Linked DNA regions of Mus musculus: regions 2, 3, 4, 5, 6 and 7 are each linked to region 1. The links are chromatin contacts, called in public HiChIP or PLAC-seq and promoter capture Hi-C maps. All regions are on one chromosome and are shown on one strand. Each heading gives the region's core, a stretch centred on a gene start, on an enhancer-like site or on the middle of the called end of the contact. The rest is flanking DNA. Distances are from core to core; before and after follow the strand shown. Region 1 holds the start of Arhgef17 (Rho guanine nucleotide exchange factor (GEF) 17). Region 2 holds the start of Arap1 (ArfGAP with RhoGAP domain, ankyrin repeat and PH domain 1). Region 3 holds the start of Mrpl48 (mitochondrial ribosomal protein L48). Region 4 overlaps Arap1 (ArfGAP with RhoGAP domain, ankyrin repeat and PH domain 1). Region 5 holds the start of Ucp2 (uncoupling protein 2 (mitochondrial, proton carrier)). Region 6 holds the start of Ucp3 (uncoupling protein 3 (mitochondrial, proton carrier)). Region 7 holds the start of Coa4 (cytochrome c oxidase assembly factor 4).

Region 1 (2,827 bases), core at 248-2,747:
GTGTCGGACATAGGCCTTAAGCTCTCTTGGGGACCTGGGAGGCATGGCTGTGTACCAGTACCCCACTCATCCATTGAGGTTCTTGGAGACGTCGGAGGTTCGGGGCTCCCGACACCCCCCGCTGATCCCAAGCCTCCCGGATTTAGCTCGTCACTGTCCTGGCTGCAGCCGTGAACCAACTGAGAGCGTCCAGGCCGGAGACCTCTCCCTCTCCAGCGACGGCCATCCTCACCATTTGGGTCCTCGTCACTGCCCGAAGAGTGGCCGCCGAGGTAGGCCGGACTCTGAGGCCCAAGCTGCGACTGCGGTCCCTCCTCTTCCTCCTCGCTGGAACTAGCAGCCCGGCTGCGGCTGACAGGATAGGAGGAGGCAATGGAGGAGGAGGAGGAGGCCCGGGCCCCGGCCTGCGGTTGGGAGAAGCTATGCCAAGAATGTAAACCATCCGCCGGACGCTGCGCCCGCTCCTGTTGCTGGTGCTGCCGACGTCGCCTCCCCTCGATCCCGGGCCCGGACAGCGGCCGCGCAGAACGCAGGCCAGCCAGAGGAAAGCACGTTCGAGGAGGTGGCGTCGGAGGTTGCCGGGGATCGCGAGTTGGGGGCTCCCACGAAACTCTGTCGGGGCTGGTCGACCCCAGGGCCTCAGAGTCCATACTGGGTCGTCTGGAGCTCGGACCGCCGAAGAGTTTGCGCATCTCTGTGACGCTGGGCCAGGCCCCACGTTCAGAGCCTTCCGCAGCTTCTTCTGTGGTGCCGGAGGAGCAGCCCCCGTCCCGGGTACCAGTGGAGTCGTCGTCCAGACCCGCCGCGTCGAAGCGCCGGGAGAGCTGGCGCACCGATGGCGAGAGGCTGCGGAGCGGGCGCGGCTGCGCGGGGGCGGCCGGGGGCCCCGACGCCAGCTTGGACACGCGCCGGGAGGGCTGGCCCGGGACTGCCGCGGCTGGCCGGCACGAAGCTCGGCGCCGCAACCCAGGGGTGTCCGCGTCCTCCTCCCTCGGCCCCGGTCCGCCGCTCCAGCGCTCCAGCAGTTTAAACGAGACGCTGCGATAAAGTGGGGGTCGAGGTGACCCGTCCGCCATGGTTGGTGCTAGTCACTCCGGGGGGGCTGGCCTCGGGACGCCGCGGCCAACCCCCCCTGCACTCCCACTCCGAGGGCGCGCAGTGGCCACGGTCCGAGAGCCTGGGTCCTGCACCCGCAGCGTGCGGCGGCTGTGGAGGAGGGTGCGGAGACGTGAGCAGAGGTTTATCAGTCGAAGATCAAGTTTCCGCGGCTACAAAAGGCAGGAGTTCCATCCTGGGCGGCCCCTCTCGCCCCTGCGGCGACCCCAGGCCCAGCCTTAGCCTCTGCGGGAGAGGCCAGGGACATCGCGGTCCTGCCGGTGAGGGGCCTAAGGCTCGGTTCCTGCACTCAAAGTCCGCCTGCCAAGCCCGGCGGCCCGCCTGCCTCCCCTCGAGCTCCCGCTCCAGCTCCCTTTCCCTCCCTCTAAGCAGCTAGCTCTCTGCTCCCTTTTGTTGCAAATAAACTTTGAGGCAGAGGAAAGGGGGCGGGGGGCGGGGCCTGGCGCCCAAAAGAGGGGGTGGGCTCCGGGAGCGCGCGAGGCTGGGAACACTGTGGGGGGAGGGAATCGGGGAGGAGCCGAAGGAGAAACAGGATGCTAGGACTTTTGTAGACCAAAACGACCCTCTAGGGGAGTCGGCTGCGAAAGCCGCGGGCTGATCCTCCCTGGGGACTCCTTCAGATACCCACAGGAGCTGAGAGTGGACAGCTCTGCATAAAGTAGTCCCCGCTTTCACGCGGGAACCTCTGCCGCAGGGGCTCCAACATGGCAACCCAAGACCCAAAAACTCAGGTACACACCGAAACTCAGGTACACGCAGAAACTCTCCTGGCCGGAAAAGAGGTGGGGCCCAGGGAGACGTAGGTGGGGCAGGCCCACCGGAGCGCTTGTGGTTCCCCACCTTGCTCAGACCACGCCCCGTACTCATCCTTCAGTGGCGAATCCCGCCGCACCACGCCCATGTCCCGCCCCTCACTCTCCCAAACGCTCCACCTATCTCCCACCTCCCTCTGGTTTGTCCCTCGCTGACTGTCCCTTAACCCACCCAATGCTGCTTTAGCAGTCCCACCACTCAGGACTATTACACACAACTTCCCCCGCCATTTTTCCAGTTGCCACGCCCCCTGCCCTCTAAGGCCTGGCGTCCTCTAATCTCTAAGACTCCGCTCCCCACGTCTTTCTGCGGTCGGGGTACGTTGCTCTTGCGCCCTCTGCGGGCAAGATTCTCCGCTTTCTCCAAACTCCGTAGAGATAAAACTTCATCTTCCCACAACCAACCATAGAAGGGTTAGGAAGGTTTCACTTGCTTACAGGCGTTTCCTGCCCCCTTTGGCAAGCACTCTGCCCTTTCTTTGGCCTCCTGCACAAAAGGTGTTTGCACGGGAACGCCCTCAACTTCCCTCCGCCAAACCTATACTCCTACCTGTGGGTGCTCCACCCTCCAGACCAGGAAGGTGTCTCTCCCGCTGCAACAATGATCTACCCTAGACCTCCCCTCCCGCTCCTGCTGCAGTCTAGCAAGTCTAAAATTGTTCTGGTTACTGGGATGTCAACTTCGCACCTCTGTTAGGTCCCTTTTTGCCCAGAGGCTTTAAATGTAGGACTCCACACCTAAATGAATGAAAATATATGGACTGCCTAGGACGTACGGGTAACATTTTAAGTATTTTATTTAATCCTTAGGCCACCCTTGGGGATAGATGTTATTAGAGAAGTCACAATAGCCATTGCAGAAGTCAGAGGGAAAGGATAGCTCTAGGTGTGGCTCAAAT
Region 2 (2,919 bases), core at 377-2,876, 420 kb after region 1:
GCCCCCTCCTTTCCTGTGGTTCCTTTCTTTTCGTTCATTTGCACATTCATTTTTCTGGTCACAAAGGTGGTTTGCTCATTTTTTCAGGGCTCTTAAGAGGAGCTGGTCTAACCTGAGGTCAGGCTTCTACTGTGTGATGGACTTCTGGTCCAAGCTAGCTTTAAACAGTTGATCTGGCATACTCTGACTGGCTCCTGTCATCACAGAAAGAAGGGGAGGGACTCACAGGTCAAAGACTAGGGCTGAAGGCCTCAGAACTGAGTTGAGGCAGTGTGAACTGGAGGAGAGAGAGAGGTGGGTACTGGAGGAGGGAGGGGGGTATGGACTGGAAGAGGGAGAGGTGTGGGTACTGGAGGAGGGGGAGGTGTGGGTACTGGAGGAGGGAGGGGGTGGGTACTGGAGGAGGGGGAGGGGTGTGTACTGGAGGAGGGAGAGGTGTGGGTACTGGAGGAGGGGGAGGGGTGGGTACTGGAGGAGGGGGAGGGGTGGGTACTGGTGAAGACACTTCCACTGCACTTAGTGTTAAAGACCTTAGGCTGGTCACAGGAATCGTGAGGTCCCCTGACCAAGTGTCAACCCTCACTTATGCCTAGCTGCTCTGAGATCTAGAGGGAAGCCTGGGCTGCCTCTGCTGTCCAAGGGATGCCGAGTCCCAGAGTTAGTCTTAGGCCCTGCTTTTCTCTGGTATTTTTGGCACCACAAGAACTTGGGGTCTGGAAAGAACTCAAGATCTGACCCTATTCACCTCTCCTGGAAAGCCCTGCCAGTGGAAAACCTTACTGGGCTAACAGTCAAGTGTTTCCCAGAGAACAGTTTCTGTGGAGAGGCCTGGACAGGACCCTGTCACCTGGAACATCCAGCCCTAGGTCTGCCCATAATGGCTTTGAGAACACCCTGAGAATGTCAGACTCTCATTTCCTAACCTATAACCTAGGGTGATAATTTTTACCCTTATGCAAGTGTGAGTTTTTTTTTTTTTTTAATTAATCAGAACAAATTGTTCACCACTGGACCAGGCATGTAATAGGCTCTGATTAAAGGGCATCTTCCTCCTTTCAGGGCAAAAGCCCCTTGACCCACCCTGCTGATGACTGTTCTTCCAAATATGCCCACTGTTCCTATGGAAAAATGGAAGCCCAGCTAAATTAAGGCCCCTGGTTTGGCTGGTCCCAGAGGCTAGCCTCAGGATCCAGAAATACCTGCCAAGTCTAGGGATTTCATCTCTCTGGGGAGGAGGTGAGAAGCTGCCAGACTCTGGTGGGCCTTTCCCAGCGCCTTCTGCAGGGAGATGCAGTCCTGGGGACAGAAGCAGAGTACTAAGAATGGTGCACAGGACTCCCAGGGAAGGTGGTTGTCCCGCCTCCAATGGTTGTGTGTGTGTCCTCTCCCAGAGGATAGACTCACCAGAACAGGGGTGTCGAGGCATGGAGACTCAAGGATCCGTGGAGTCTCAGCAGGGACAGGATAGACTAGACATGAGCCTCAAAGCCTTAGCAAGCTAAGGATAAAGGAGAGACACAAACCCGGCGGTCCGGTCTGCCTAGGGTATTGAAGATCCGGACTAGGCTGGGGGCGGGACCGGCCGGCTCCCTGCCCGTTCCCCGCCCTCACGTCCCCCGGTGTCACGTGGGGCGGGCGGAAGCGCCGAGCGAGGTGGGCGCGCCCGGACCGCTGCCGCGAGTTGGCTGCGGCCGCGTGTGACAGACGGTACCGGGACCCCGAGTCCCACCTCGTGGAGTTCTCTTCGCTCAAAACAGGTCAGTGAGGTTGCTGGGACCTCCCAATCGCCAGTTGTGGCTTGCACTGCCCCCATTCCTCAGAAGGGAATGGTGAGCCCCCCACCCCCACCCGCTCAATTTTCCCGGGGTCATCTGGTGCGCGCTCTTGCCTGGGGATGAAGTGAAGTGGGGTCGCCTCTGGAGGTGAAGTCATCTAGCCAGACTCGTAGGGACAGAGAAAGTGAGCTGGTGGACACCAGCTTTCAGCCGTCAGCTCTTCTGCTTTAGGGCTTGCAGGCTCCGGAGCCAGTAGCGTCAGGCAGCTTGGCTTTCCCACTTGAGAAATGAAGACTTCTACCTAGTCTACCCCGGACATTCTTACAGCCTCGCAAAGCTTTAGGACTTTAGCCGTGGACCTGAGGCTTTGGTACAGCCTCGCAAAGCTTTAGGACTTTAGCCCTGGACCTGAGGTGTTGGTAACCTTGGGCAAGCTACTTCCGTCCTCCGCACCTCAATTCCCCACCAGTTAATGGGGGCATGGTTTCTCTAGAGCTTACCTGGCCCAGTTGCCAGGAAAGAAGGGGTGTGTTCGTTGAATGGGGTCAGGCTGGGAATGGGTGGATGGGCTTAGAGCAGGTTTGCAGTGCAGCGGGGGATGGGGGCTTTTGGGGAGGAGGCGGGTAGGTGTTTGGACACAGATCTCCGTGGGTAGATTTGGGTGCTGGGTGATTAGGAGCCAGGTTGTCTGACTTATGTTTCTCTAAATTCAGTGTCTTAGGGAAAGCTTCCCTAATGCCTAGACTGGGGGTTCGGGATTCAGGGTTAGACTTGGGGATGCTCAGGTAAGGATTTGACTACTGTTGGGTCCAGGGGACCCTGATAACCTGTACTTGGAAAGTTGTGACTGTCCTGCTAAGGGAAGCCTAGGCTCCTAGCAGCGTCATTATAGGGTAGAAGAAATTCAGCAGAACCCAGAGACAGGCGTGGACAGGTGCAGACCTGGGGAGGAGAGGATGCCTGGATGAGCCTTGGTAGTTAAGTGGCTGTTTGCTAAGACTGGCTGCAAGGTGAGGGCAGAGCTTGTGCCGCACAGCAGGGATACTGATAACCTTCCGGAGGAGAGGCAAGGGATGTGGGTGTGGCTGTAAGGGGTGGCAAGGGAGGATGTGCAGAGAACCCATCCTTGGGATTTATACCTGGC
Region 3 (2,967 bases), core at 365-2,864, 350 kb before region 1:
TCTATCTTCATGAAGGTTATTAGGAACACAGATTTTATAACTACTGACATTTGAATTTCCACACCTTTTCTGTCAGCTAGGACTGCTTAATAATAATATGTGAAGAGCAAATAAAACTAAACAAATGACTACAAAATACCAACATTCTTATTAGCACCATCCTTCATCCCTTACAAAACACCCATTCCTATTTGCAGTATCCTCTATTATACTTTTGGGCTTGTTTTTCTTTTTCTTTTACTTTTTGAGGTCAGGTTTCAAGTAGCTTAGGTTGGTTGGCTTCAAACTAAATCTATAATCACAGCTGTCCTTGAACTCCTGATCCTCCTACCTCTGCCTCCCAAGTTCTATGATTAAAGACACTACCCCAATTCCTGGCTTTGTTAGATGATGGCCTTAGTGCCAGGTTTCCATGGATTCTTCTGCACTATTGCAAATTATATTCCTTGCATACTGATCTTCTCTTCCTTCCTTGGAAAGAAGATAAATAGAACCAGAGAATAGAATGGAATGTTGAAGTTTATTTCTATTATCTTTGCAGCAGACCTGTTATCACAAATTGGCTAAAGAGAACTAGTGGGTCCCTTCATGAAGGATGGGATGAGAAACTCAAATTTAGAGACATTCAAGGGTAGTCCCACATCCAAAAATGGCAATGACCATATTGATTTATACATACATTATGGTGATAAAGTCTCTATAATTAATGCCTGGAATAAAACCCCAATACGAAGAGAACAGGAACAACAACAACCTAAGCAATATGACACAAGTGGAAAAGACCAACTGAGATCTGGTAACTTTGTTAAGGGAAGAGAAAAACAAGGACCAGATTTAAGAATGGTAGTGTGGCTTGGGGTAGTGATGCGTACTTGTTATCCAAGCACTGGGGGGAACTGATGCAGGAGACTTGTGTCATGAGCAGTCTGGGCTACATGATGAGACCTCGTCTCATAAAAGGAAAGAAGGCTCACCTGGTTCTGCAATAGTCTCTTAATATTTTGGAAGCCAAGAGTAACAAAACGAAATGGTTGGTTCGCTCGGTTTTATGAAATGCTCTCAAATAAGATTTTGTAAGCAAAAGTGTAATTTATCATTATTGTATTCCTCTTATCACCGAGTAACTTCATTCACATCCCAACCACTTCAGCGAGGATTCTCTTAAAAGATGATTAAATGTAAAAAGTAGATGACCTGCCCAAGGTCAGACAATTTAAGGGGACGATATTCCGTGTGTGGGGACTCTCCCTTTCCTAGGCACGAGGCAGCGAGGGTGACAAGTGGAGGGGGCGTGGCACGAGACTGGCAAGCTCGCCCTGGGCCGGGGAAAGAATTGACAGTGAGGCGCCGCAGGGACTGCTGGGAAAGGCCTGTTCGCAGAGTCCTAGGCCTAAACGTCCGCACGCAAACACCTTCCAGCTCTGCTTTCCCTTCCGCTTTCCTCAGCTCCCTACGTGCGTGGAATCTGCGTTACCTTTCCCAGGGTTCCGCTCATTCTCGACCACAGCGGCTTCTGAGCAAACCGAAGATCCACCCTAGCAATCACGACCCCAGGCGTCTGGAAACAGGGCCGGAAAGGTCTTCATCACGTCCGTCCACCAAATCCTACCGAGACGCTTTCTGCTCACGCAGCATCTTGGTTCCGGAAGTTTTTAAAACCCAAGGGATAAAACTCTCCCCAGATTCCACCCTCACCCCAGCTCCTGTCACCTTCCCTGTGATTTCTCTGGGCAGTATGGATTGCCGTCTTTGTTACCGAGTGCTTTTCACATAATTTTGGTATCTCACCTATGAGACTACATATTATTTAATGTCTCTCTTCTCTATTTTGATTGAATTCCTTTAGGACACAGATCCTGTCTGGTTAATTTATTCCAGCGTCTCGTATGCAAATCTTGACTTGTTACCTCGACTTTGGAGCTGATTAACCCCAGGTGAACTTTCCTAGCGTTCCATATCCTCATAGTAATTAAGAATAATTATCTTTTATTGAGAGGCCATGATGTGCAATACTTTTCGTTCAGTAGCTCACAGTTTTTTTTTTCTTTTTTTGTTTTTGTTTGCTTGTTTGTTTGTTTTGGTTTGGTTTTTTGAGACAGGGTTTCTCTGTAGCCCTGGCTGTCCTGGAACTCACTTTGTAGACCAGGCTGGCCTCGAACTCAGAAATCAGCCTGCCTCTGCCTCCCAAGTGCTGGGATTAAAGGCATGCACCACCAAGCCTGGCTTCTTCTTCTTCTTCTTTTTTTTTTTTTATTAGATATTTTCTTTATATACATTTCAAATTTCAAATCTATCCTGAAAGTTCCCTATACCCTCTCCCCGACCTGCTCCCCTACCCACCCACTCCCACTTCTTGGCCCTGGCATTCCCCTGTACTAGGGCATATAAAGTTTGCAATACCAAAGGACCTCTCTTCCCAGTGATGGTCAACTAGGTCATCTTCTGCTACATATGCAGCTAGAGACACGAGCTCTGAGGGTACTGGTCAGTTCATATTGTTGTTCCACCTATAAGGTTGCAGACCTTCAGCTCCTTGGGTGCTTTCTCTAGCTTCTTCATTGGGGGCCCTGTGTTCCATCGTATAGATGACTGTGAGTATCCACTTCTGTATTTGCCAGGCACTGACATAGCCTCATATGAGACCAGGGTCCCTTCATCAAAATCTTGCTGGCATATTCAGTAGCTCGCTTTATTCCTCACAAGCCTCCCGGAGAGAAACTGCTCGATTTTACAGACAAAGGTCTCTCAGGGTAGACCAGGCTGGCTCTGAATTTGTATTTGCCTCCAAGGTGCTTTGATAACAAGCTTAGGCCACTACACTCAGCTACCAACTATTTAATTAGCAATACCTTTTGCCAGTCCTTTGATGGAATCCTGGGAACACAAAAATGAATAGCTTGTGGTTCCTGCCCTTAAATGGCACATTTAAATCATTACAGAGCAATAAGAAATTCATGTCACCAAGAT
Region 4 (2,905 bases), core at 55-2,554, 480 kb after region 1:
GAGCTGTGCAGGAGAAGGGTTTGGGGCCCCGCTGGGAGGGAGCCCACCCCCTTCCCACAGGCTCCCAAATGGAAAGGGTGACACTCTGAACGTACTCCCGGGGGTCTACAAGGGAGCTCGTGGGAAGCTTCTGCAGGGTGATTTCTGGACTTGGGGACATCAGCCCTCTTCTGGTGTGTGCTGGCAGGGAGGCCCAGGCTGTGGCTGTCTGCTATCCCTTCCCCACTTTGGATACTTTTTGATAATATAAATATATCTGTATATTTTACCCTATGGTGCTGAGGCCTGTGATGGTTTGTGGGCACTGGTGTCCTAGGCTAAGGGTACAGTTGGCTGTGAAGCCCAGAGGTGAATGCTGGGGCTTTGAAGCCAGGAGCCTGAGTCTACCCTCTGCATGTTTACTGAGCTATTTACCCTCCACTGTCCTGGCAGAGGCCTGGCCTGGCCCTGTACCTACTGTGCCACTGTACAGCCAGGCTATGGAATTTCTGATTCAGGACAAGGCAGACCCCAGCTAGTCTGAGTCCCGGTCCCTGCAACCATCTGAGCTGGGGCCTAGATCTGTGTTAGTGACCCCGGCACAGCTACTCAGAGCCTCGTGCTGGAGACACGAGGCCACAGTGCATACCACAAGCTTTGGAGGACTGTGAAGGGGGCTTTACCCTGGGCACTATGCGTGTGCTTCCAGAGTGGAGTCTGCCTCTCACATCACAGGGCATCGCCTTCAGAGGGAAGTGCTGACCTACAGAGGTCACCAGCTACTCAAAGACAGACTGGAGACTTCTGGGAAAGTGCTAAGCTTCTGCCTTCTCTGGAGTCTCATTGCCACCCTATCTCAAAGGCTTAGTGAGCAGACTTGCTGGTGTCCTGTCCTTAGCCTCGAAAGGGGCAGAGCAGAGCTGGATAAGACTGGGGTACCTGTGCCATCTGTGACCCCCCCATCACCTATAAAGCTCTGAACCCCGGCTGTGCCTTCCTGTCAGTTCTTGATGCCACAGGTCCTAGCCATAGGCCTGGCACCTCAGTCCTGGCTTACCAAGTAGGTGGCCCCAGTGGGGACCTGGATGTACACCTGGACATGTGTCCTGGGTGTTTGCCAGGAGACAGCACACGATCCTTGAGCTCTACTAACCTGTTGCACAAGCTACGGTCCCCATCCCTTTGTCCTATCTTCAGGGAGCTGCTCCAAGCCAAATTATCATGTCCTCCAGGCAGGACATGGCTAGAGGGCTTATGTGCCCAAGAGCTGCTTCCTCCCTGAACTTGATCTACTGTCCACCAACCCCAGAGACCAAGGAAGAGGGTACAACTAGAGGTGCCCTCTGCTGGTCTGGCACTGTCATTACTCTGGTTTAGGGATTAGCCAGAGGGGAGCTGCATTTGGCCACTAGGGGGCAGTCATGGACCACTCATAGTTGCAAATTTTGAGCAGGGTCTGTGTAACACCTCCTAACCCTCCCTACACCTGCAACACTTCCTCCCTCCCTCCTCTCCTTCCCCTCCCAGTGATATTCCTGGATCTGGCTTTGTTCTTCTGCCAGCTGGACCACTCAGCCCTGCCTCTGGCCAGCAACTAGTGATGTGTTGTAAGACAGCACAGTAGAGGTGCTTTGCTTTGATCTCCTGGGCTCTAGGACATGAGAGGAGCCCTTCGCCCAATGCCTACAGAATGCAAACCTAAGCCTGAGCCTCTGCTCTCAGCTTTCCCTGCCTGACATTAGAGTCTCCTCAGCTTTCCTCCTGCTCTTAGCCTGTTCTCCCCTTTTGTGAGCGCTCCCCGTAGCCAGCACTATGTGACACTGTAGAGTGCTTTCCCTTGGCGTGAGGTCACATCCCTGCAGGATTGAGACTCAACCTTCGTGAAAAATACCTGTGACTACAGTGTTGGGGGGGGGGGGCAGAGCAGAAGGTTCTGTTGTCTCAAGGATTCCTAATACTGGAGCCAGTGCCAGAAGGGAGGGATGCACTTGGTACTTTAGGTTGCTTGGGATGGGAGGAGCCCAGAGTTAGGGGTGGGAGCCTGAAGGAGGAAGGACTTCCTGGAGGAGTGTGGTTGGGGGTGGGATTGGATGTTGGGGAGGAGAATAGGGAGGGAACTCTGAGAGAAAAGGCTGTAGTAGGGCACAGCCTGGGCACCGAGCATTGCTGGTGGAGTGTTGGGGAAAAGTGGGCAGGGTAGGATATGGGGCAGAAGAGGGCTGGGGTATCTGCCTTTCTCTCTTCTGGCTCCTTCATTTCAACCCTCCCACTCTGCATGATATCCAGCAGTGAGGACCCAGGAACCCTTGGCTCCAGGGAGCTCTGGGTACACAGGCTGTAGTGAGACAGGTGGGGGTAAAGCTGGACCCTGCTACCTCCGTACTAACCCTGGGGCTGGAGGGGGCATGGAACCTCTTTCCTACCCCCTGGCTCTTATTGCTGCCTGCCCACAGTTCTGTTTTGGAAAGCATAGATGGGTAGGCAGATATCCTTTATAGTCCACGTGGCTTTGACAGTTACTTAGATCTCTGATCGTCTGTGTGCTCTCTGTCCTTTGGAGCTAAGCTGCATCCCGATAGCCTCCTGGGAACACTGAATGAGCAGGCGCAGGTAAGTGTGAAGTGCCAGCCGTGCCCCTTGCTAGTCTTCCTAGATATATCCGCAGTGACATCTTTGTGACATACAGGAGAAGAGCTTGAGAGGTTCAGCCAGCACTTAGTGACTACTTCCTGTGTTCAGCCCTCACTCACCAAGCACTTGTTGAATACCTGCTGTGTGCAGAGCTTTTGCCGCACACGTGGGGCAGATGAGTAAGTGGTGTGGGGGAGGAGGAAACCCTTGAGGAGAGAGGATGCTGCTCAGAGGGATTCATGAAGGGCTCATGTCCTGAAGCCTGGAGGGTAGGGGATGCTGAAGAGAGACAGAC
Region 5 (2,700 bases), core at 11-2,510, 440 kb before region 1:
TGGGTGTTCAGGATCCTTTCCTGGGTACGTTTTTAAGCACAAAACCCATGTTTTAGGGTGACATACTTCAGCTAACAAAACAAGTTAGCCAGTAGTGGAACCACAGAAGCCAAAAGGTAAGATCAGTACATTTAGAGATTTTTCCAGAACGATGGACATTGATGGTTCTGTCTGTGTGCTGAGTTTTACAGTTGAATGGTACTTCCATCATGGAGTCAGATGTGCTAAGGTCTGGGGTCCTATTAAGGTCTGGGGCCTCTCACACTTTCTTGTTCTGGAAAATAATGGTTAATGATGACCTGGAAAGATTATCGTTAGGTGCCTGCGCCGCCTACCTGATGCATAGTAATTGCTTTCCACAAACGTTCACCCAGCCCCCTCCTCCCACTGCACTTTCCACAGCAGCCCAAACCTACTTGAGCTTCTATTATAGTATATTCGGACCCCTGGTCCCCGGCTTCCTGCTCTTGGGCGCCTAATTCCTAGGCAAGCAAAAAGGGTTCCACGCCCTGATCTAATCTCTTAAAACTCCGGGGCTAAGGAGGATAAAAACAAAAGAAGAAACCGACGGAGAGTACCAAAGCTTGAACACAAATTGAGGCAAATTGAGACCTGCTTCCTACCCCCACAATGCACGTTAGTCCCCGACACAGGGCCCAAGTATTGCTTTCACGTCCCCCACTCCTACGTGGCCATTATCTCGCTGAGGTCCCGTCCACCTGCTGAGTTTGTCCTCGCTGGGCTGGAGTGCAACAGGCGAGGCTCTGCCCTGCCCTCTTCCTTGCGGGGCGCCAGCCTGGCTGCACTCGGTGCAGAGGGGAGGGGAGGCCAGGTGTTCTCGCCCCACTCCAGCCGTTAGGTGCCAGTGTCCCCCGGGACCTGACTGGGAGCGGCAGAAGGCGGGAACGCCAGCCTTGCCCCGTCACCACACCCGGGTTTGTTCCGGTCCCCGAAGCCCGCGCTCCGCCCGGTCCCCAGGTGCCTTGCAGGGAGGGGGAGGGGAGACTTGAAGGGGTAAGGGGTCGCGATCCAGAGCAGCTGGCCAGTCAGTCTGCCTGTCCTCACAAAGAGATTGTCTGCCCCGGGAATAGAAGGGGAAGATCTGAGACTGGAGCCTCTGGGGGGACCTAGGGGTTTCAGGCAACCACAGATGGAAACGCCTCCTCACCCGGGGGCGTGGGCCGCCCTGGCTCCGCCTCGTCACGCCACGCCCCGACCACGCCCTCTAGACTTAAGTTCTGTAGGCGCGGGTTCGCAGCTACTGTCAGTTCCGCCCTCGGTGTCGTCGGGTCGCCAGCTTCCTGGGCAGCCACCACTCTCCCGCCGTCGGACACAGCCTTCTGCACTCCTGTGTTCTCCTGCGGTCCGGTGAGCGTGCCCCATCCCTTCGCTGGCCGCACCTGCTCTCTCCCACTCCATCTGTCTTTTCTCTTTCTTTTCCCTTCCCTGGAGTCCTAATTTGCCCTCTCTAGGTTTCTTTCCTCCTAAATACGCCCTTTGTTATTTGCCTCTGACGTCCAGTTGGTCGAAGGTTAAAACCTTCATCTCTTTACTTCTTCCCCTCAGCCTCGATGTTCCCAGCCTGACCCGGGCGGGGTGGGGGAAGGGGCTTTCACGTCAGCGAAGATCAGAATGACTGTCACCAGGAGGCTCTGGGCCATGTGCCCTAAAGCCTGTTCTTGTATCAAGGGTTGTTTGTGCCTGGAGGAGCCTTGGAGTTTGTTTGGCCTTTGTTACACTATCTTATGTGGCTGCCTGCCGGAGGTGGAAGTAGGGACACAGGGAGACTGGACCTGCCTTATCCTGATTCAACACAAATAGATATAATGCTCCACTCAACAGTTTTGTGACTGTATCCCCCAGGCACAGCACAGCTGCCTGTCTACATAACTGTCTGAGAAACAAATTTGGAAGTGAGCCAACGTGTGGGAGTAAAGACTCCTGAGTTCTTCCCCTAGACCCTGGCTGCTCTGAGTGAGAACTGAGCCTTGCATGGGTCCCTCCCAGCAAGGCTGTCTGAAAGGACTTGTGTGACAGATGACCCTTCCTTGCAGGGCGGTGGTCCTGCAAAGACAATCTTCCTTTCTAAACTTGGCTTCCTTCCTCTCCCCCACAGGACACAATAGTATGAACTTTAAGTGTTTCGTCTCCCAGCCATTTTCTATGGAAAATCGAGGGGATCGGGCCATGGTAGCCACCGGCAGCTTTGAAGAACGAGACACCTTTAGAGAAGCTTGACCTTGGAGGCCTCAGCCTGAGACCTCAAAGCAGCCTCCAGGTAAGGAGTCCCGGCTAAGGAAGCCTTCTCTCAGGCCTGGGGCCTAGGGCTGCTCAGCAAGACAATAAAAATTCCCCTCCTCCCACCCTGATGAGAGCCTCTTCACAGCTCAGCAATCCCCTTCTTCATCCCTGATCACCTTCTGGCCCGTAAAGATGGCGGACCCCAGTGTATAAGGGGAGAACCTGAGTGGGGTGGGGACTGGTTCCAGGTGGCCTTGGCAGTCAACAGCAGAGCTGGGGCAGAAGCTTATGGTGTGTGTGTGTGTGTGTGTGTGTGTGTGTGTGTGTGTGTTATGGTGTGTGTGTATGTGGTGTGTATGTGTGCTCACGTGTGTGCTCACGTGTGCATGTGTGTGCATGCACGTTTATGTAAAGGCACACGGGTGCTGTGGCACGCACATGAAGGTCAGAAGACAACTC
Region 6 (2,700 bases), core at 67-2,566, 460 kb before region 1:
GGTTTCTCCAGAACCTGCTGCCTCTAGTTTGACTTCTACTTGTAGCCCCAGCCCCCACATGGTTCCCACAGTCCTGCCCATGTCCAGATTAATAGTTCCAGACTGAGCTCAAAGCAGTGAGCAGGTCCTGGTCCAAGAAACAGGATAGACAGTCTAGATGTCACAGCACCCACCCTGCCATGGCGCTGCGCTCAAGTTCCAAAATGTCCTCTACCTTCTCTGTCCTACTTATCTCCTCTCCCCTCTCCTTTTAGTTTCCCTTCTATGCCACCTGGCTCCCAACTTCAGCTGTGCCCACCCAGTCTTTAACCTCAGCGCCTGCAGATGGACCAGCCTACGGTGGTTGCTGCAAGGGATTCTGCTCACCCTGCCCCATCTCCGGTCCCAGCATGTCCATGTCATGAGGAATCAGGATTGCAGCTGATAGACCCAAAGTGTGGTATAGGTTACAGGCAAGTCAGGCCTGCAGTGACCTAGCTGTCTGTCCTTGACAGTCAGTTTTCTGTGTAAAGTAAGCATTGACACATGAGGGCTCTACACAGTACGTCAGTGTCTACCGGTACAGTGCAGTGTGTTAACACCACTGTGAAAGAAACCAGCCACAAGAGGCTATACATTCTATATAATCCTACTCAAACAAAGCATCTAGAACAAGCAAATTAAGAAGCAGAATAAAGACGAGTGGTTGCCTGAAGCTGGGGGAAGGGAAAGGGGGTGACTTGTTCTGTTTTTGTCTTTGAGCCATGATGAAAGTGTTCTGAACTAGCATGTAGTAGTTGATCAACCAGACTGTACTAAACACTATTGTGTGCTCTATGTGGGCAAATCACATGCTGTGTACAATACATCTGTTGTCCTTTGTTTTTAAATTTAGGATCCTGCTTCCTAGAGATGTGGGAAATAGAAGCGCTGTGCCTGAAATATCAAGCATATCTTGGCACCAAGATGTCCTCTACCTTCTCTGCCCCGTCTTCTCCTCTCCCCTCTTGAGAATGTCAGGCCTCTAAGAAGTGACACCTGTAACCATTGTATAGGATCCTGGAGAGCCCCTGTCCTAAGAGACCTTGTCCTTTGGGCTCTCAAAGGTGACAAATGCTGTCACACACCTCCTGGCCACCAAGGTAGCTCTCCTCTTGAAAGCTCAAAGGAGCCACATTAAAGAGCCCCAGGTCACGGAAGCTAAACCAGATCTGGAACTCACTGGTCCCCTCCCCGCAGCCTGCCTCTTGTCAAGTGATCAGACTGTCAACTAGCTTCTCAGAATTAGGTTTCAGGTCAGCTGGTGCACAGGGCCAGTGCCGAGCCAGGGACAGCAGAGACAACAGTGAATGGTGAGGCCCGGCCGTCAGATCCTGCTGCTACCTAATGGAGTGGAGCCTTAGGGTGGCCCTGCACTACCCAACCTTGGCTAGACGCACAGGTAAGACCCCATACTCTGCTCTCCTCTCCCTTTTTCCCTTCCATGGATGCTCACAGCCAGGAGCTTGCTGGGATCACTCAGCACTGCGTGAGAGACCGAGAGTGAGCCGGTCTAGCTCCCACCTAGTAAAGATGAAGGAACTGCAGGCCTGGGGAGGGCCTTGACTTCCACATCTATGTGACTCCTCACAACTCCCGTGTTTTGCTGACTCCTCTGCTGGGATCTTACAAATGCCAGATGAAAAGTGTCCCTCTCCTTTGGCCCAGGATCCCCACGGAGCACAAAGCCCTCTCCAGCAAGGATCCTGGGGCCCTTCCTGGGTAGAGATGATGAGGGCACCTCTGGCCTGAAGCCTGGTCTAGAGCCCGTGGTCACTCTGTCTAGTGGCATCCTTGATGCGGATGTATTGTTGGAGAGAGTTGGGTTGGCCCTATAGGCTAGAGTACCTCATGTTGTGGGTACCCCAGTAGAGCTACAGGGTGAGGATTGTTCTCAACTTCCACTTCCAGCTGGGGGCATCAGACCGATAATAACCGAGGTGCGCCAAGGAGGAGGTTGGGAAGCTCAGACCTCAGGGCGTTCCCTACTGCGCCAGGCATTGTAGCCTCACCCACATACTCAAGTCTGTCTGCTCATCCTTTCTCTTTCTGATGGATGGTTTGGGGGCACTCCTTCAAAACTTGGGTACACACAATTGCAAGCTCTTAACCAAGTTCGTGCTTCAGTGTCTCTTGAGAGCACCTTTCCAGCAGTATCCTCAGTGGTGTTAGAGCCCCAAGGCTCCCTTCTCATCTATTCTTGCTGCCTGCACCAGCATGCTCTGACGGCCCAGGCCCCCACCCACCCTGGACTAAGTGTAACCTTGGCATTCGCAGCCTTCTACCAAAGGGCCCTGAGATCATCTTTGACCTCATTTCCTGTCTCCTCATTTTGGCACGATGGTCTGACTTAAGACCTTCCCTATAACAGTTTTCACAGAGGAGGGTAAGTTGATCTTGTCCCTGCCTGGAGGCTCCGACAGAGCCAGAAGAGTCACTGATAATGGGGCAGCGCTACAAGACAGTAGGGTCAGAAGTAGCAGAGGACAAAGTGGGTACAAGAGGGAAGCCCGGATTGACAGGGAAGCAAAAACTCCAGGGACACGCCTGGCCTCCGTGGGGAGAAAATTCCATTCCGTGCCTTCTGCAGGACCTGACTCAGCACCAACATCACCTGAGGTTCCCTCCAGCAGAAAGGACTCAGAAGTCAGTCCCTGACAGCAGCCATACCCAGGTCCTTTG
Region 7 (2,804 bases), core at 265-2,764, 400 kb before region 1:
CAGGCTGTGGTGGCACATGCCTTTAATCCCAGCACTTGGTAGACAGTGGAAGGAAGATCTTGGAGACTGAGTTCAGCCTAGTCTATAGATCAAGTTCCAGGATAGCCAGGGCTACACAGAGAAATCCTGTTTCAAAAAAAAGTTTTAGAGGTGAAGTTCATTATATGTAGAGAAAGTTGCTAAAGTAATTTTATCTTGTTTACTGGTTATAAAGTAGAATTTTATCTTCTCTGATGACAGGTGAAAATCACCAGACATAGATATATGATAAATACACATATATGGTAAATACATATATAAGTACATATATGCTTGATGATCTATATGTATTTATCATAAATATGTGTGATGATCTTCACTTATCATAGTAAAGAACTAAGCTTCAAGGTTGGTCCCGGTGGCACACACTTGTCATTGCAACACTCGGAGAGCTAAGGCAGGAAAGCCACAAGCTTGAGGCCAGCCTGAACTACATATTCAAGGCTAGCTACTACACACAGTAGCTACTGCTACATAGTGAGACCCTATCCCCCCAAATACAAATAAAATACCCAAAACAAAACCAAAAATAGATACAAAACATAATAATGGTATGTGAAATGACAGATAATCAATAAAATGAGCTTTTCTCACAGAATTTAGGAAGGTTGATTGTGTGTGTGTGTGTGAGAGAGAGAGAGAGAGAGAGAGAGAGAGAGAGAATTCAATGGTCAGGAATGACACAGAATGCCATTCAGAGGTAAAAGAGGATTAGAGTTGTCTGGATATGGCTAGGTGCAATAACTCACTTTCCACCCTGAAGCCTAGAGAGATGGAAAGTTAAGAAAAGGGTCTCCAGGGAGCTTGTGTGCACTGTCAATGAAAGTGGGGAAGAGAAGGCAGGCAGAGTGAGGAAAGATCAATCCCTTGGCCCCTGCAAGATGGTTCCTGAGTAAAGTTGCCAGCCACCATACAACCTGAGTTCAAGACCAGGACCCACATGTTAGGACAGAATCAATTCTTGCTGTTCTCTGCTCTCCACACGTGTACCTCAACGCCACACATAAATACACAAATGTAAATAGAAAATGCCTCTTCCTTTCACTTCAGCAATTAGGGCATTCTAGATCCTAGTTATGGCATGGGACACACTGTGCATACATGTTTCTTTGTTTTACTTGGGAATGAAAAATGTCCCATTTGAAATTCCTTTTCTGGATCCTGTGCCCTTCAGCTTACTTGGCAACCCATGCGGTAACACTTCAGACATGGGTCCAGTCAGAGCTCTTGCTGATGAAAAGGCATAATGGCTACCCGCCTCCTCCGTCACTCTCAGGTGGCCTGGAGTCACCTGAGGGTGTGTACACAGTCTCTCAGAACGATCCAAGGTGCCTTCCCTAGGATCCGGTCTCCATTGGTCCGCTCCTTCCGCCCTTTCCCGGAAGAGGCGGGCTGAAGGCGGGCTCTACACGGAGAGTTCACCAATGGGAATTGCAGAGGGCTCTGTTCTTCCGCGTGTGTGCTCCCGCTGGGTCGGCTTCCTGCGGAGAGAACAGGGGGCGTCCTTATTGCCTACGAATCCCCGCGTCTGGGGCGGAACGCGCTCGCACGCTCTTCTGCACCTGCGGGTGAGCACTGCGCACGCATCCCTACACCGGATGCACAGTGGGGACGGCGGGAGTGCTCCTGAAACTGGGAGAGGTGCTTCAGGGGACTTGGATGCCTGTATTTCTCTCCTTCCTCTTCCTTGTCATGCCTTACTAGAAGGCCTTGCCAAGCTGTCAGGCATCTAGCCTGCCCTTATTTCTAAGCATGGGTTGAACTCATTTTATTCAAGGAGTACCGAGGACAACATGTATTGGACATATACTGCAGTGCTATTTACAAAGTCTACCTAGTGAATCTTAAAGCGATTTTATTTTGTGTGTGTGTGTGTGTGTGTGTGTGTGTGTGTATGATTTGTTGACGGCCCTACCTAATAATACAGGTCTCCAGGCAAAGACATTTACCCTTTTATTGTGCCTCCGTAGCGGTGAGGTTTATATAGAGAAGTGCTTAAATCGTCTTGTGACCTACCCCTTTTCCTCATGATAATAGTCTTAAACTCCTAACATGGGCTGCAAAGCTTTGCTGATCAATCATTTACTTATTTCTGCCAATTTTCATTTCCTGCTCTTCTGGTTTCTCCAGTTACTGAAGTGTTTTACGAGGCTGAGAATCAAATTCAATTTACTTTTCCACGTTGGACATTTGTACTACTACCAAACTACATTTTCAGCCCAGTCATCGAACTTGTGATTCCTCTCATGTGTCTACCTCTAGCCAGAAATAGTTTTCCCATGTTTGGCTAACTCATTCATCCTTGAGTTTCATCCTGGAAGTCAGGTTCTCTAGAAAGTCTTGACAGATTAGACCTGCCTCGTTTTCCCAGCTGTCTGTACATACTGTTGTAAACTTCCAGTTTACTTGCCTAGATTGTAAACTCCATGAGGGCAGGAATTGTCTCTAGCTTGGTCTTGTTTGTATACTCTTTTTTTTTTTTTTAAAGATTTATTTATTTATTATATGTAAAGTACACTGTAGCTGTCTTCAGACGTACCAGAAGAGGGCATCGGATCTCATTACGGGTGGTTGTGAGCCACCATGTGGTTGCTGGGATTTGAACTTCCGATCTTCGGAAGAGCAGTCGGGTGCTCTTACCCACTGAGCCATCTCACCAGCCCTTGTATACTCTTAATATAGTAGCCAACACACAACACAGTAACCACCTATTAATGAATAAGACAGAAAAGAGGCATTTAGCGCCTTTATACCCCGTCGTAACA

Evidence for each region. Promoter capture Hi-C pulls out the DNA fragments that hold promoters and counts their contacts. HiChIP or PLAC-seq counts read pairs in DNA pulled down with a chosen protein or histone mark.
Region 2: an HNF4G HiChIP or PLAC-seq map of pancreatic cancer cells shows a contact between it and region 1. The contact joins the promoter of Arap1 here to the promoter of Arhgef17 in region 1. A contact is called at or near these places in 8 of 39 promoter capture datasets (the 3T3-L1 cell line, the C10 cell line, cranial neural crest and 5 more), 1 of 484 Hi-C or Micro-C datasets (bone marrow-derived macrophages), 16 of 115 datasets of contacts at active chromatin or transcription factors (T-cell acute lymphoblastic leukemia, embryonic basal ganglia, embryonic forebrain and 10 more) and 2 of 9 other capture datasets (adipose tissue and embryonic stem cells).
Region 3: a contact with region 1 is called in an HNF4G HiChIP or PLAC-seq map of pancreatic cancer cells. The contact joins the promoter of Mrpl48 here to the promoter of Arhgef17 in region 1.
Region 4: a contact with region 1 is called in a promoter capture Hi-C map of pre-B cells, with 10 times the contacts expected there. The contact joins the enhancer-like site here to the promoter of Arhgef17 in region 1. A contact is called at or near these places in 14 of 39 promoter capture datasets (the 3T3-L1 cell line, the C10 cell line, the HPC-7 cell line and 7 more), 5 of 15 datasets of contacts at CTCF or cohesin (the NIH/3T3 cell line, embryonic stem cells, large pre-B cells and 2 more), 4 of 484 Hi-C or Micro-C datasets (the C10 cell line, the HPC-7 cell line, LSK cells and 1 more), 11 of 115 datasets of contacts at active chromatin or transcription factors (the HPC-7 cell line, Th17 cells, embryonic forebrain and 7 more) and 1 of 9 other capture datasets (liver).
Region 5: a contact with region 1 is called in an H3K4me3 HiChIP or PLAC-seq map of embryonic stem cells, with 6 times the contacts expected there. The contact joins the promoter of Ucp2 here to the promoter of Arhgef17 in region 1. A contact is called at or near these places in 2 of 484 Hi-C or Micro-C datasets (both in embryonic stem cells), 4 of 115 datasets of contacts at active chromatin or transcription factors (DN3 thymocytes, astrocytes, embryonic stem cells and 1 more) and 2 of 9 other capture datasets (adipose tissue and liver).
Region 6: a contact with region 1 is called in a FOXA1 HiChIP or PLAC-seq map of pancreatic cancer cells. The contact joins the promoter of Ucp3 here to the promoter of Arhgef17 in region 1. A contact is called at or near these places in 6 of 39 promoter capture datasets (the 3T3-L1 cell line, hippocampal neurons, liver and 2 more), 1 of 115 datasets of contacts at active chromatin or transcription factors (pancreatic cancer cells) and 1 of 9 other capture datasets (liver).
Region 7: a contact with region 1 is called in a FOXA1 HiChIP or PLAC-seq map of pancreatic cancer cells. The contact joins the promoter of Coa4 here to the promoter of Arhgef17 in region 1. A contact is called at or near these places in 3 of 39 promoter capture datasets (embryonic stem cells, liver and pre-B cells), 3 of 484 Hi-C or Micro-C datasets (embryonic stem cells and pro-B cells) and 4 of 115 datasets of contacts at active chromatin or transcription factors (bone marrow-derived dendritic cells, embryonic midbrain, large pre-B cells and 1 more).

Annotation. Positions count from the first base shown.
Region 1 is chr7:100,930,664-100,933,490 of GRCm38.p6, forward strand. It overlaps Arhgef17 (Rho guanine nucleotide exchange factor (GEF) 17), which reads right to left and starts at 1,498. Exons shown (of 21, transcript NM_001081116.1): 1 at 1-1,498. The coding sequence starts at 1,076.
Region 2 is chr7:101,346,443-101,349,361 of GRCm38.p6, forward strand. It overlaps Arap1 (ArfGAP with RhoGAP domain, ankyrin repeat and PH domain 1), which reads left to right and starts at 1,627. Exons shown (of 34, transcript NM_001040111.1): 1 at 1,627-1,757. Gm35219 (a long non-coding RNA gene) reads right to left here. Exons shown (of 5, transcript XR_003946844.1): 3 at 1,405-2,919; 4 at 1,200-1,296; 5 at 479-1,118. Stard10 (START domain containing 10) reads left to right here. Exons shown (of 7, transcript NM_019990.5): 7 at 1-184.
Region 3 is chr7:100,581,516-100,584,482 of GRCm38.p6, forward strand. Mrpl48 (mitochondrial ribosomal protein L48) reads right to left here and starts at 1,615. Exons shown (of 8, transcript NM_198831.3): 1 at 1,475-1,615. The coding sequence starts at 1,495.
Region 4 is chr7:101,411,622-101,414,526 of GRCm38.p6, forward strand. It overlaps Arap1 (ArfGAP with RhoGAP domain, ankyrin repeat and PH domain 1), which reads left to right. Exons shown (of 34, transcript NM_001040111.1): 34 at 1-965. Among named protein-coding and RNA genes, the nearest start is that of Pde2a, 38 kb to the right of the region's middle. Within about 2 kb of position 1,305, at least 27 of the 459 cell types and tissues checked have an H3K27ac peak or open chromatin away from gene starts, as enhancers often do.
Region 5 is chr7:100,492,098-100,494,797 of GRCm38.p6, forward strand. It overlaps Ucp2 (uncoupling protein 2 (mitochondrial, proton carrier)), which reads left to right and starts at 1,261. Exons shown (of 8, transcript NM_011671.5): 1 at 1,261-1,368; 2 at 2,117-2,278.
Region 6 is chr7:100,471,675-100,474,374 of GRCm38.p6, forward strand. It overlaps Ucp3 (uncoupling protein 3 (mitochondrial, proton carrier)), which reads left to right and starts at 1,317. Exons shown (of 7, transcript NM_009464.3): 1 at 1,317-1,420.
Region 7 is chr7:100,535,586-100,538,389 of GRCm38.p6, forward strand. It overlaps Coa4 (cytochrome c oxidase assembly factor 4), which reads left to right and starts at 1,515. Exons shown (of 2, transcript NM_183270.2): 1 at 1,515-1,607. Gm39058 (a long non-coding RNA gene) reads right to left here and starts at 1,534. Exons shown (of 2, transcript XR_869836.2): 1 at 1,219-1,534; 2 at 6-126.